Linked DNA regions of Oncorhynchus kisutch: region 2 is linked to region 1. Evidence: chromatin contacts called from public Hi-C data. All regions are on one chromosome and are shown on one strand. The core of a region is the stretch at or near the end of the contact, and the rest is flanking DNA. Distances in the headings are between cores, read along the strand shown. Region 1 holds the start of LOC109889539 (SLIT-ROBO Rho GTPase-activating protein 1). Region 2 holds the start of parp12a (poly (ADP-ribose) polymerase family, member 12a).

What was found. A called contact is a pair of places that touch in the nucleus more often than the background predicts.
Region 2: a contact with region 1 is called in a Hi-C map of muscle, with 6 times the contacts expected there. The contact joins the promoter of parp12a here to the promoter of LOC109889539 in region 1. A contact is called at or near these places in 2 of 2 Hi-C or Micro-C datasets (liver and muscle).

Annotation. Positions count from the first base shown.
Region 1 is chrLG4:41,524,513-41,530,717 of Okis_V2, reverse strand. It overlaps LOC109889539 (SLIT-ROBO Rho GTPase-activating protein 1), which reads right to left and starts at 3,734. Exons shown (of 22, transcript XM_031822956.1): 1 at 3,217-3,734. The coding sequence starts at 3,280.
Region 2 is chrLG4:41,685,658-41,691,862 of Okis_V2, reverse strand. parp12a (poly (ADP-ribose) polymerase family, member 12a) reads right to left here and starts at 3,117. Exons shown (of 12, transcript XM_020481033.2): 1 at 2,538-3,117; 2 at 1,530-1,665. The coding sequence starts at 2,854. It overlaps LOC109889539 (SLIT-ROBO Rho GTPase-activating protein 1), which reads right to left. Exons shown (of 22, transcript XM_031822956.1): 22 at 6,082-6,205.

The DNA.
Region 1 (6,205 bases), core at 2,485-4,984:
AGGAGACAAGAACACTCCAAGCCAAAGTGGAGCTATTTAAATCAGTACCTTCGGTTGAGAAGGATTAGGACACGCCTGAAATAAGATTTGGGCTAGACTACTTTTACTGACCTGTGTTGCAGACAGTGACCGATGATGGAAGGCAAAACAAGTGAACCCAAAATAGGGGATAGAGCATTTGAGAACAGTGAGGATAAAAGGGAACACAGACTGACAAATGCTAATCTTTCAATCTACCTAAATAGGTTTCAATCTCTCGCTCAATATTCAGCCAGACTTGTATATAATATTGGATACTAAACCAGAATAGAACCGTTTGTTCAATTATTTTTACGTGGGCCAAACATCTTTTTGATCTCTCATCAGTGACTGAAGCTTGACAAAAGCTTTAGTGAGTTAACTAAGCTATACGAGTAATTCCACCTTAAAGAGTACAAGAGGGTTGACACTCAACATCTCAGATTGTTCTGAAATAGTTTCTGCAGTTAGAAACAGATCAGATTAGCATTCCTGAAACATTATTTTGTTGAAATATAATTTAATCACTGAGAAATTAAGCTAATTTATTGAACCCAAATTGGCCATTTTATTTTATAGGCAGATAGCCTAGTGGTTAGAGTGTTGGACTAGTAACCGAAAGGTTGCAAGATCGAATCCGCGAGCTGACAAGGTAAAAACAAATCTGTCGTTCTGCCCCTGAACAAGGCAGTTAACCCACTGTTCCTAGGCCATCATTGAAAATAAGATTGTTCTTAACCGACTTGCCTAGTTAAGGTAAAATATATATATTTTTAAATATAATCTTCAGAAAATATAGAATATAGAACCCAACATCCAATTTGCACCATAATCTTTCATAACAATGAGTAAGACATGAGGAATCCATGAATCCCACACACACACACCACACCAATCCAACAACAAATATACAGTATCAGTTCTCTATGTCTAACAAGTAGTATGGAGCTGCTGCTTGGAGTATTGCTTCTTCATCTTTTTTTTACGTATTTTGTAAAAGAAAAAATACCTTTATTTAACTAGGCAAGTCATGTTAAGAACAAATTATTTTCAATGACGGCTTAGTGGGTGACTGAGAAAATTAAAGTGGGTTAACTGCCTGTTCAGGGGCAGAACGACAGATTTGTACCTTGTCAACTCGGGGATTTGAACTTGCAACCTTCCGGTTACTAGTCCAACGCTCTAACCACTAGGCTACCCTGCCGCCCCGTGAATGTGAATGTGGTGATGTTTTTCCCTGTTCAGATAAAATGGCCATTGAAGTCACTTGCATTATTTACCATAAATTAGTGATTAAGAACAAAGTTTTACCCAATAGATGCCGCTGTTCCTGCTACTGCCACCACACCCTTAAATAAATTTAGCTGGATTCTTGTGTTTATTAAATGGATCACATCTTCTTTGCAGCTTTGGGTAGAAAGCCAATAACTTTTGCTCATGATGAAAATAAATGGTGTGGTCATCCTCACAATTCAAACCAGTCCTCTTGGAAAGCAATTCAGTTAGTCTTTTTTCGTAAGATGACATTTTTTAAACAATACAAAAACATATATACAAAGGACAGCATACAGATGCACACAAACATCAATGACATAACACCTGCCCAGACACACCAGCTCACACCCATCTCCAGCGCTCGCATCACTCTTCCCCACATGGCCTCAAACTACACCATTTTAATTATCTCAGTCACCCACGCACATTCAACATTAAGATAAAGCATTTGACCTTTCCATTAGGTTAAGGATGGAGGATTTGTTGATTTCCAGTTATGTATAGTTTTTTTTCCCAAGATGATTGACAAGAAAAATATCGTCCAACCCACCGGGTATCTCACTGCACCCTCATATGCCATGTCTTGAAATATACAGACAGACTGATTAAAAGTTTGTTTACATTGTAATACTTCTGAATGACAACTTTCTAGCTCCACCCATAACTTTTGGACTTCATGGCATTGTTTGTCCTGCTCTTAGGCTTAATTTGTGTCCAGAAAACAGCGCCCCTGTGTTTGGTTTATTGCCTTCAAAAAAGGTCTGGATTAGTTAGAACATTCCTGTTGAACAAGTGAACCATTAGGCAACAGCAATTCTAATGGTTTCAACGTTATGGTCTCTAATGGTCTTCGATGGTAAAAGTCCCAAACAAACACTGTATAGTGTTTTGTAATGGGTTGAATGGTAAATGTCACTGTTCACACTACATATAGAGATGTCTTTTTAAATATTTTTTTTGAAAACCATTTGAGTGCTATGCAATGGTTTAGAATTGTATTATTTTATTAGGGTTGTCACATTTTAGTCACTAGCTAATTTCTCATTCAAAAGTTTGGGACTTGTAGGAAAGGTCTTCATATGGGAACTGCACCATACCAATAGCCATCTCAGAGAGCTGCCATTTGTTGGACTATTCAAGGAGAGTTTGGTTGAGAAGGACAAACGAAATTGCTTTCGTGGAGGACTGGCTTGACCACATAATTCATTTTCATAATAAGCCAGAGCTATTGGATTTCTACCCAAAGTTGCAAAGAAAATGTTGTGATCCATTTAATGAACACAAGAGACAATTAAAATGGATTAAAGGGTGTGGTGGCAGTAGCAGGAACAGCGTCATGAACAGCAGCAGCCCCCCCACCCCCAAGATAGCGTGTTAATCAGTGGAGGCTGGTGGGAGGAGCTATAGGAGGACGGGCTCATTGTAATGGCTGGAATAGAATAGAGCCAAACATGTGTTTTTCATATGTTTGATACCGTTCCATTTCAACCATTTCAATGAGCCCGTCCTCCTATCGCTCATCCCACCAGCCTCCACTGATATGAACATAAACCATGGCAACACACAAAATGTGTATAATAGCAGGAAATTCACTTTTTTTTAAAATAATTTCTCAGCCTCATTGCAAAAATGTGTAGAATAGCTATACAACTCTGTTCCATGGCAATTGGAGGAAATTAACTAAAATATAAACATTTTATCGTAACCTCATGGCAAAATCTGTACAATAGTATGAGATTAGTTATGGAACTGCAATTCTTGCTCAGACCTTGAAACTGCAGTATGCCACTGACCCATACATCTTATGGTCTGAGTTGACATTGGACACACGGATTTGGTTTGTCATTGAATAGAAGTTAGCCTCCTGGGGATAAAATAAAATGAACATAAATTATGTTCATACAACATTATAAACAAACGTACCTTTAACTTGACTCTCGTAATCAGCAATGATTTCTTTATCCTTTTTGAACTTTGTATTAGACATTTTCAGGTCGATTCAGAGTAGTTCGGAAGTTAAACTATTAGTCAACACAAAAAAAGTTCCTTTTCAAGAAAACGTTCAGTCCATTGTCCTACGCGAGTAGACTATTGCTGGAAAAGACAAGGCCAACACGAAATCCTGATATCAATCAATGAAATCACTGATAACCGCTGGCTATGCCGCGTCAGGCAGAGCGAAGATGTCGAGTCGGTGCAACAGCATAACCTTTGATAATCAGATCAAACAAGCAGTAAAGTACAACATTACAATTTTCAACGCAGGTAGAGAAGGCGCGAGGTTTTACTGCACGCTGAGTAAAACCAATATATAGTATGTAGACTTTAATCGTATACTTCCTTTGGTGCTCTAGTTTCCCCGGTCCCACACTTCACATTTGCCTCGTTGTTTTTCACAGACAAGACTGACTGCAGCTCAGCTGCGGGAGAGTCACTGTGGAAATGGGAGGGATCGAAGAGGCATAACGGAAACAAGACATGGATTGACATGTTTTTTGTCTAACCAGTAGGGCCGATTACAGGGGCGGACTTGGCCAAGAATTCGGGCCTGGCATTTTATCCACACCAGCCCACATCACTGCGATCCGCCAACAACCCTATACCAGCCCATGATTTGGTCGGACCCCCCCCCCCCCCACCTCCCCAAAAAAGGAACCTTGTCTGGTCTCAACTTAAAATTGAGTTAAAATTGAGTTAAAATTGTAGAAAAACTGCCATTTCTAAATTTGGTTGAGCATCAGCAGTTTTTCTCTTATGTCAGTCACTGACAGTCACTCAATTATCCATGTCAGCTAACAATGTTCAGATTGGTAGTTAGTCTAACCAGCTATCTAAACTTAGCTTTAAAATTGCACATTTCTCTCAGCCTCATTGCAAAATGTGTAGAATAGCATGAGATTAGTTAAGTATACAACTTCTACATTTTCTATTAGCCTAATGAAAAAATGTAGAATAGCAGGACATTTGCTTTAAAAACACTCGATTATCTCAAGCTCTTTGCAAAATGTGTAGAATAGCATGAGATTAGCTTTAGAACTTGGTTGTGCATCAGCAGTTCTTCTCTTTTTATGTCAGTCACTGACAGTCACTCAATTAGCCATGTCAGCTACAATGTTTAGATTGCTGGTTCGTCTAGCCAGCTATCTAAACTTGTCTTAATCATGGCCGAATACCAACCGGGCACGTGCCCAGGGGCCCTGACCTCCAGGGGGACCCTCGATGACTTTGTTAGTCTTTCCCACTCAGATATCATATTAACATGACATAGCATAAGTCCTTACAAAATGTGTAGAATTGCACAAAATTAGCTTTAAAACTGAATTTTAAAAATGCTATCTTCACCCCGCAATATGGGTAGAATTGCAGGAAATAAGCTATAAAACTGCAATGTTTTCTCTCCGCCCCATGGCAAAATGTTTAGAATTGCAGGAAATGTTTTTTTAATTTTTATTCTCTCCACTGTTAAGAGGGAGGACAATAAAATGTTTTGCTACGAGAAGGGGTGCCCCCCCAACTAAACCTTGCTTCGGGCCCCCAAAAGTCTAGAGCCGGCCCTGCAAGGCTCCCAGTACCAGAGGCAGCAAAGCAACCCCACAACATTATCAAACCTCCCCATAATTGATTGTAGTGAGGATGTTATTTCCTTTGAATGCTTCCTTTGGTTTTTGGTAAACATAGGAAGCAGGGGCGGATCCAGGAGAAGTCCCCCCCCCCCACACACAATTACGGTGGCACCGTAATTGTGGAGGACAGGTTTGTGGTAATGGCTGGAGCAGAATGGGTGGAATGGTATCAAACACATGGTTTCCACCTATTTGATGCCATTCCATTTGCGGCGTTAATGACATTATTATGAGCCGTCCTCCCTTCAGCAGCCTCCACTAGTGTCTTTCCCGCAATTGCATTTTCAAACGTTATATGACCAGGACACATTTCTCTCTCAAGTGCATGGGGGAGAGGAGAGAGGCTCACTCATTACAGCAGCAGGCCCCAGCAAAACAGACACGGGGGGCACAGCACACACTTTCATTACAGGACTCATGAGGATAATGCACTACTGTTTGACCGAGTCATGGCTTTAGCCACCTGAAAATAGAACGTTTAGAGTGAGAGGACAATGTAGAATGTGCTCTTTCTATGTTTACAGGCACCCTTTCCATGTTTAACCATCCATGATCTTGGCTCTCTAACTGATGACAGAGTCGGAACAGGTCTATGCCGATGCTGCGTTTTCACTTTGAATGTGAGTTCGCGTGACCTCAGCTCAGCCTATCATTAAACCGGGCCTGACAATCTTGGTAGGGGTACCGGTCATTGCTCAATGACCAGCCAAAGGCTCATCATAGATTAGTATAACAGAGAAATTGTGAGTAAAAAAATATATATTTTAAATATCACCTTAACAGGCCAATGGGCCACCGGCCTTGTCACCTACCATTTATTTATTTTTGTATATATATACAAATATTTTTGTGTGTCAGTTTTGTGTGTACAGCCCATCTGGAATTTGCCAGAATTGCTAGATGGCCGATTATGTATTCTGATAATATCGGGGAAATCCCTGCTAGAAGTTCCCCAGGTATGTACAGGGTGTGATCCACATATACATACTCCCCAAGGCAGTGTTGACATTATAAACACGGCTGTTCATTGCATCAAAGTGGCACCAGGGAATTATTATACAAATTAGGCCTCACCTGCTACCAGTGTAACAATATTTCCATTGGTGAAATAGCTTTGGCGGTTTCTACACTTCAAAATGGTTTTGTAAAAATAAAATATATTCCATACAATATTACAAGTCACCCATCCATCCACTAATCTGTGGTGTGTGACATAAACCTCAAATTAGGTGCGTCTACTGTATGAGACTAGAACCAACAGATCAGTGAAAATATATGTATGAAATGAT
Region 2 (6,205 bases), core at 1,868-4,367, 160 kb before region 1:
ATTTATTTAAATTCAAGGCACACTTAACCAGCATGGCTACCACAGCATTCTGCAGCAATACGCCATCCCATCTGGTTTGTGCTTCGTGGGACTATCACTTGTTTTTCAACAGGACAATGACCCAACACACCTGCAGGCTGTGTACGGACTATTTGACCAAGAAGGAGTGATGGAGTTCTGCATCAGATGACATGGCCTCCACAATCACCCAATCTCAACCCAATTGAGATGGTTTGGAAGGAGTTGGACCACAGAGTGAAGGAAAAGCAACCAACAATTGCTTAGCATATGTGAGAACTCCTTCAAGACTGTTGAAAAAGCATTCCAGGTGAGCTGGTTGAGAGAATGCCAAGAGTGTGGAAAGCTGTCATCAAGGCAAAGGGTGGCTACAATTTTTGGTTAACTACATTATTCCATGTGTGTTATTTCATAGTTTTGATGTCTTCACTGTTATTCTACAATAGTAAAAATAAAGAAACACCCTTGAATTAGTAGGTGTGTCCAAACTTTTGACTGGTACTGTATATGCTAAAAGAGGGCCTGCAACTATAGAATTGATGCTTGCTGATATATTTTGCCATTTGCTTTCAGAGCCATGGCTGTATTTGTAGTAGACAAGTACCACCCGTCATTTATTTTTTACATGATAAACGTTTATGAGAGCAGGCATGTTGTTTTCGGTTAGCAGACGAAGCACCCGAATGCTAGCTAGCTAGCTACCTTAGCAAATTCTGGTTAGTTATCATACTGTACCTTTGTCTGAGTTGAAATCAGTTGGATAGCTAGCTAACGTTAGTTAGTTCATGTTAGCTAGCCAGTTCAAGTTGAATCATTATTGAAAGCAAGCTGGCGACATCCTATGATTAGCTAGCCTCCAAGTGCCTGCCCTGTATTGACCCTGAATGCCAATGGCCTACAGGTAGCTGTTGTTAGCAAGGTAGCTAGCTACAGTATCATTCCCATTTAATCTCATAGCTAGGCTGGCTCGCTAGCATTATCAAATAATGTATAACCAAAAGTAGATACTAGCTAGCTAATAACAGCGATTTACTTAGCTAATATACTCACCAACATCAGTGGTTTGACAGTTGATAGGCATCAGAAATGACTGTCATATGTAATCAATTCCTGGCCATCTGGCAATATTGTTGAAATGCATGGAAGTTGGCATCAGCTTTATGGAAGCCCATTTTCACTCCTATTTGCAGAGCGAAATGTGCGTGCATTGCACTCATGCAGACTTGACAACAAAATGTCCACATGGCAACCCTCTAGTAAGTCGCGATGAACTCACAATTTTGACACTATAATTCATGTTTGACTCATATCGATGCCATATAGGCCATTTAAAACCAGAGAAGTTGATTCTAAAGGCCAGTTGACCTTTAATAAACAGTATGGCAGAAATTCCAGCTATTACAGAGTAAGGAGGTGACCTTACAGTATTACCTTACTGCTAACCTTCCCAGTAACCTATCCAATCTTTTTAGATCCACTAATTGGTAGAGGTCATTTTGGGAGCCACCCACCTCAGGCATCAGGTAGGGGTCGTTCTGCAGCAGTAGTGGAAACAGCTCTGCCTCCCCCAGCTCATGGTGATCCACACTCCTTATAAGAGCTGTGTTGTGTGGGGAATCTAGACTGTGGGCATTTTTGCACTTGTTCCTTGAGTTTAAAGAGAAATGCGAACAATGTAAGTACATTGACAAAAGATCAGCAAATTAAACCAAGACAACAGAAGATTCACATGACTAACTTTCAAGCATTAGTCAGGTCAACAAATGCTGTTGGCTCCTCAGCAAAAATGTTGTTGTTATATCTATTCACTAACTAGTCCAATCAAAGCTTATGATATCTGATACTCATTGCTTGAGATATCAAATAAATTAGTCACAGGGCCAGTTACAACAGGTGTGTTTGTGGTCAAATTGTAACAATATCAGATTCTACACCCGAATTATCAACAGACATTACTAAATTCGGTTTACCATTTAGGTAAAAATGTTTTTATATTGGATATTCAGTTCTCTCTGTCAATAGCACGTAAACAAATCGTGCCGTGACTATGAAAATGATATTCTGAATCAAGGGATGGAGAAAAATCCACACCTTTTTTGTTGTTGAAATGTAGATTTTATTTTTCTGGATTTCAATCTTCAATAGCTCTTAAATAAAGCGTGCCGTGACTTTTAAAATTATATATCCTGGATCATGGGAAGATGGGAGAAAACTCAATCCTCCATCTCCCTTGATTCAGAACACATGATTTTCATAGTCACGGCACGCTTTGTTTTAAGAACTATTCAAGATTTTAATTCAATTTTTGTTATTAAAAATAAAAGTAGTGGATTGTTCTCCATTCACCGGATACAGAATATACCATTTTTATAGCTATCAATAGCTATTGATGAGAGAACCGAATATCCAATATAAAACTAATTTGACCTCAGTATTTACCTATGATATAAAACATCTGCAGTTCCACTATGAGATAAAAAACATAATGTTTATATAGTCTCACAGAACATGACACCTACCCGAACCTGCAGTTACCGCATACAAAGTATCTGCACAAGTGTAAGTTCTCGCAATGAAGACAATCGCCAGGAGGGCTTTGACAGACTCGCAGTGAAGTCTTTGCAACAATAACACTGTTCTGGCTCATAGCGAGACGCGAGGCCTTTCCTTCGCCTTTACTGATGGCATATTTTCCTCTGTCACAAAGTATTCCAAGTAGGACGTCATCTGAAACAGTGAACTTTTGACCAACGATCCGGTCAAGCTGCTTGAAGTCCAAGCATCCTTGATTTCCACACAGAATTTGTGTTACATATCGAGACACGACAGAAGACATCGTGTTTCGGTCGGGGAAATTATATTATATGATCCTCACCTCACCCAATTTGCAATTGGGCGTCAGTCACGCTTCCGGAGAAACGAAACTCAAAGTCAAAGCCCTTTAAACCTGGTTCCACAGGATTTCACAGCCATAACGTCAAAACGTTCTATAATATTGTAAAAATTAATGAAAACAATATAATTCTGTCTTTTTGGTTAGCAGTGAGGTTAAGGTTAGGTTTAACATTTAAAGTAGAAATAGGCGGGGTTTATGACTGTGGAAGCTAGTGATCAGCTCCTAGTGACGACACTTTAAACCTCTGCTTTCAACATGGACAATTTGGTAGTTGTTGAAAATTCACACCACCAGGTCCTCTGTTAATATGACCAACATAGGATTTAGCATAACCTCAGCTTTTTATTCCACTGTGTTATGTAAAACATGAAATACATAAATTCATGTAATAATACCTAATGGTCACACGATGGCAGTACAGTATAGCAATGAACAGTAGACCTCCGCAGGCAACTTTTGTTACCTGTCAAGTTGCTTCTACAAAGTATTGACTCAGGGGTGTGAATACTTATGTAAATGAGACATTTCTAATAAATTACTAAACATTTGTAAAACATGTTTTCACTTTGTCAATATGGGGTATCGTGTGTAGGGGGTGGAGAAAAAAATATTTAATCCATTTTGAATTCAGGCTGTAACACAGCAAAATGTGGAGTAAGTCAAGGGGCATGAATACTTTCTGAAGGCACTATAAGCAGCAGCACTAAATCTACGTCAGACTTAAATATGGACTAGCCGCTAGAGAATAAGGAACTGAATTGCATTTACTATATGTAACCCCTTAATTTGTGTGCATTGAATGGTGCGGTTTATTCTTATGGACTTTCAAACACATCAGCTTAGGTCTTATACAGTTGAAGTCTGAAGTTTACATACACCTTAGCCAAATATATTTAAACTCAGTTTCACAATTCCTGAAATGTAATCCTAGTACAAATTCCCTGTCTTAGGTCAGTTAGGATCACCACTTTATTTTAAGAATGTGAAATGTCAGAATAATAGTAGAGAGAATGATTTATTTCAGATTTGATTTCTTTCATCACATTCCCAGTGTGTCAGAGGCTTACATACATTCAATTAGTATTTGGTAGCATTGCCTTTAAATTGTTTAACTTGGGTCAAACGGTTCAGGTAGCCTTCCACAAGCTTCCCACAATAAGTTGGGTGAATTTTGGCCCATTCCTCTTGACAGAGCTGGTGTAACTGAGTCATGTTTGTAGGCCTCCTTGCTCACACACACTTTTTCAGTTCTGCCCACAAATGTTCTATAGGTTTGAGGTCAGGGCTTTGTGATGGCCACTCCAATACCTTGACATTGTTGTCCTTAAGCCATTTTGCAACAACTTTGGAAGTATGCTTGGGGTCATTGTTCATTCGGGAGACACATTTGCGACCAAGCTTTAACTTCCTGACTAATGTCTTGAGATGTTGCTTCAATACATCCACATAGTTTTCCATCCTCATGATGCCATCTATTTTGTGAAGTGCACCTGTCCCTCCTTCAGCAATGCACCCCCACAACATGAATCTGCCACCCCTGTGCTTCACGGTTGGGATGGTGTTCTTCGGGTTGCAAGCCTCCCCCTTTTTCCTCCAAACATAACAATGGTCATTATGGCCAAACAGATCTATTTTTGTTTCATCAGACCTGAGGACATTTCTCCAAAAAGTACTCGTTTTACTGTGAAAATAGATAGTTTTGTACCGGTTTCCTCCAGCATCTTCCCAGGGTCCTTTGCGGTTGTTCTGGGATTGATTGGCACCTTTCACACCAAAGTATGTTCATCTCTAGGAGACAGAACACATCTCCTTCCTGAGCGGTATGACAGCTGTGTGGTCCCATGGTGTCTACACTTGTGTACTATTGTTTGTACAGATGAACGTGGTACCTTCAGGTGGAAATGGAAATTGGAAATTGCTCCCAAGGATGAACCAGACTTTTTCTGAGGTCTTGGCTGATTTCTTTGAATTTTCCCATGATGTCAAGCAAAGAGGCACTGAGTTTGAAGGTCGGCCTTGAAATACATCCACAGGTAAACCTCCAATTGACTCAAATTATGTCAATTAGCCTATCAGAACCTTCTAAAGCCATGACGTCATCTGGAATTTTCCAAGCTGTTCACATAACTAAGTTGACTGTGCCTTGTTCCGACCCACTGGAATTGTGATACTGTGAATTATAAGTGAAATAATCTGTCTGTAAACAATTGTTGGAAAATGTATTTGTGTCATGCACACAGTAGATGTCCTAACCAACTTGACAAAACTATAGTTTTTTTTAACAGGAAATGTGTGGAGTGGTTGAAAAACGAGTTAATGACTCCAACCTAAGTGTATGTAAACTTCGGACTTCAACTGTACCCATTTTCCTCAGAGTAAGATATAATGTACATTAACTTGAAAATGAGTTGTAAATAGTGAAGTATATCCTGTAACACAATGACCAGAGGTTTAGAGTGCTGCTGACAACATGCACAGTGCTCATTTAATCACAAGAGGACAAAAGACCAATTCAGACTGAACGATTGCCTTTATTAGAAAGAAAAACCCTTGAGGAACAACCCTCAAATAGCTCTAAAAGTTAAGATATTTCATGCCAAATATACAGTTCTATACATAAAAGTGCATTGTCACAATGTATAAGCAGTATCTTTATTATTCAATAATTAATAACTTTTTCTAAAATGGCATCATCATTATTAATTCATTCATCTCGCTTCCTACTGCTCGTAACACAGGGTCTGAAATGAGAATGCAACAGTACAGAACATAGTTCAAGTTCCTCGAAAACATTTTCAAAGGCACTTTCACGTGTACATACTACAGATGTACAAGGACACAAAGTTAGTCAACAGGCAGGACACTACTGTGTATGATTGGCATAGAGAGAAAACACAGAATACAACAGGCTCATGTTCATTAGGAGACACTGTAGCAAAACGGAAAACTAAATGAGTGTTTCTTCTTGGTACTCCCTCCGTTTGTCATTCTTCTTCCATTTGGTGTCGAATGAATACGATCCGGGTTTGGGTGGGACACCTGCAACTTAAGACATTTTTGAATTTCTACATCCTTTGTTCAAAAAATCCTATCCAATTCTAACAAAACTAAAATCGTAAACAAATAAACATTAAAGAACTCAGAAAAAAGGGTTGTAAAATCCAGAATTCAGATCATATTAACTTTTAATATACATAAATGTTTTGCAATAGACAAAAATAAACCTGTTGCAGTTTGTATTTCAAGGAAAACATTGCTTATTGGGAATTTGTTTTTGTTTGTCCTTGCTCT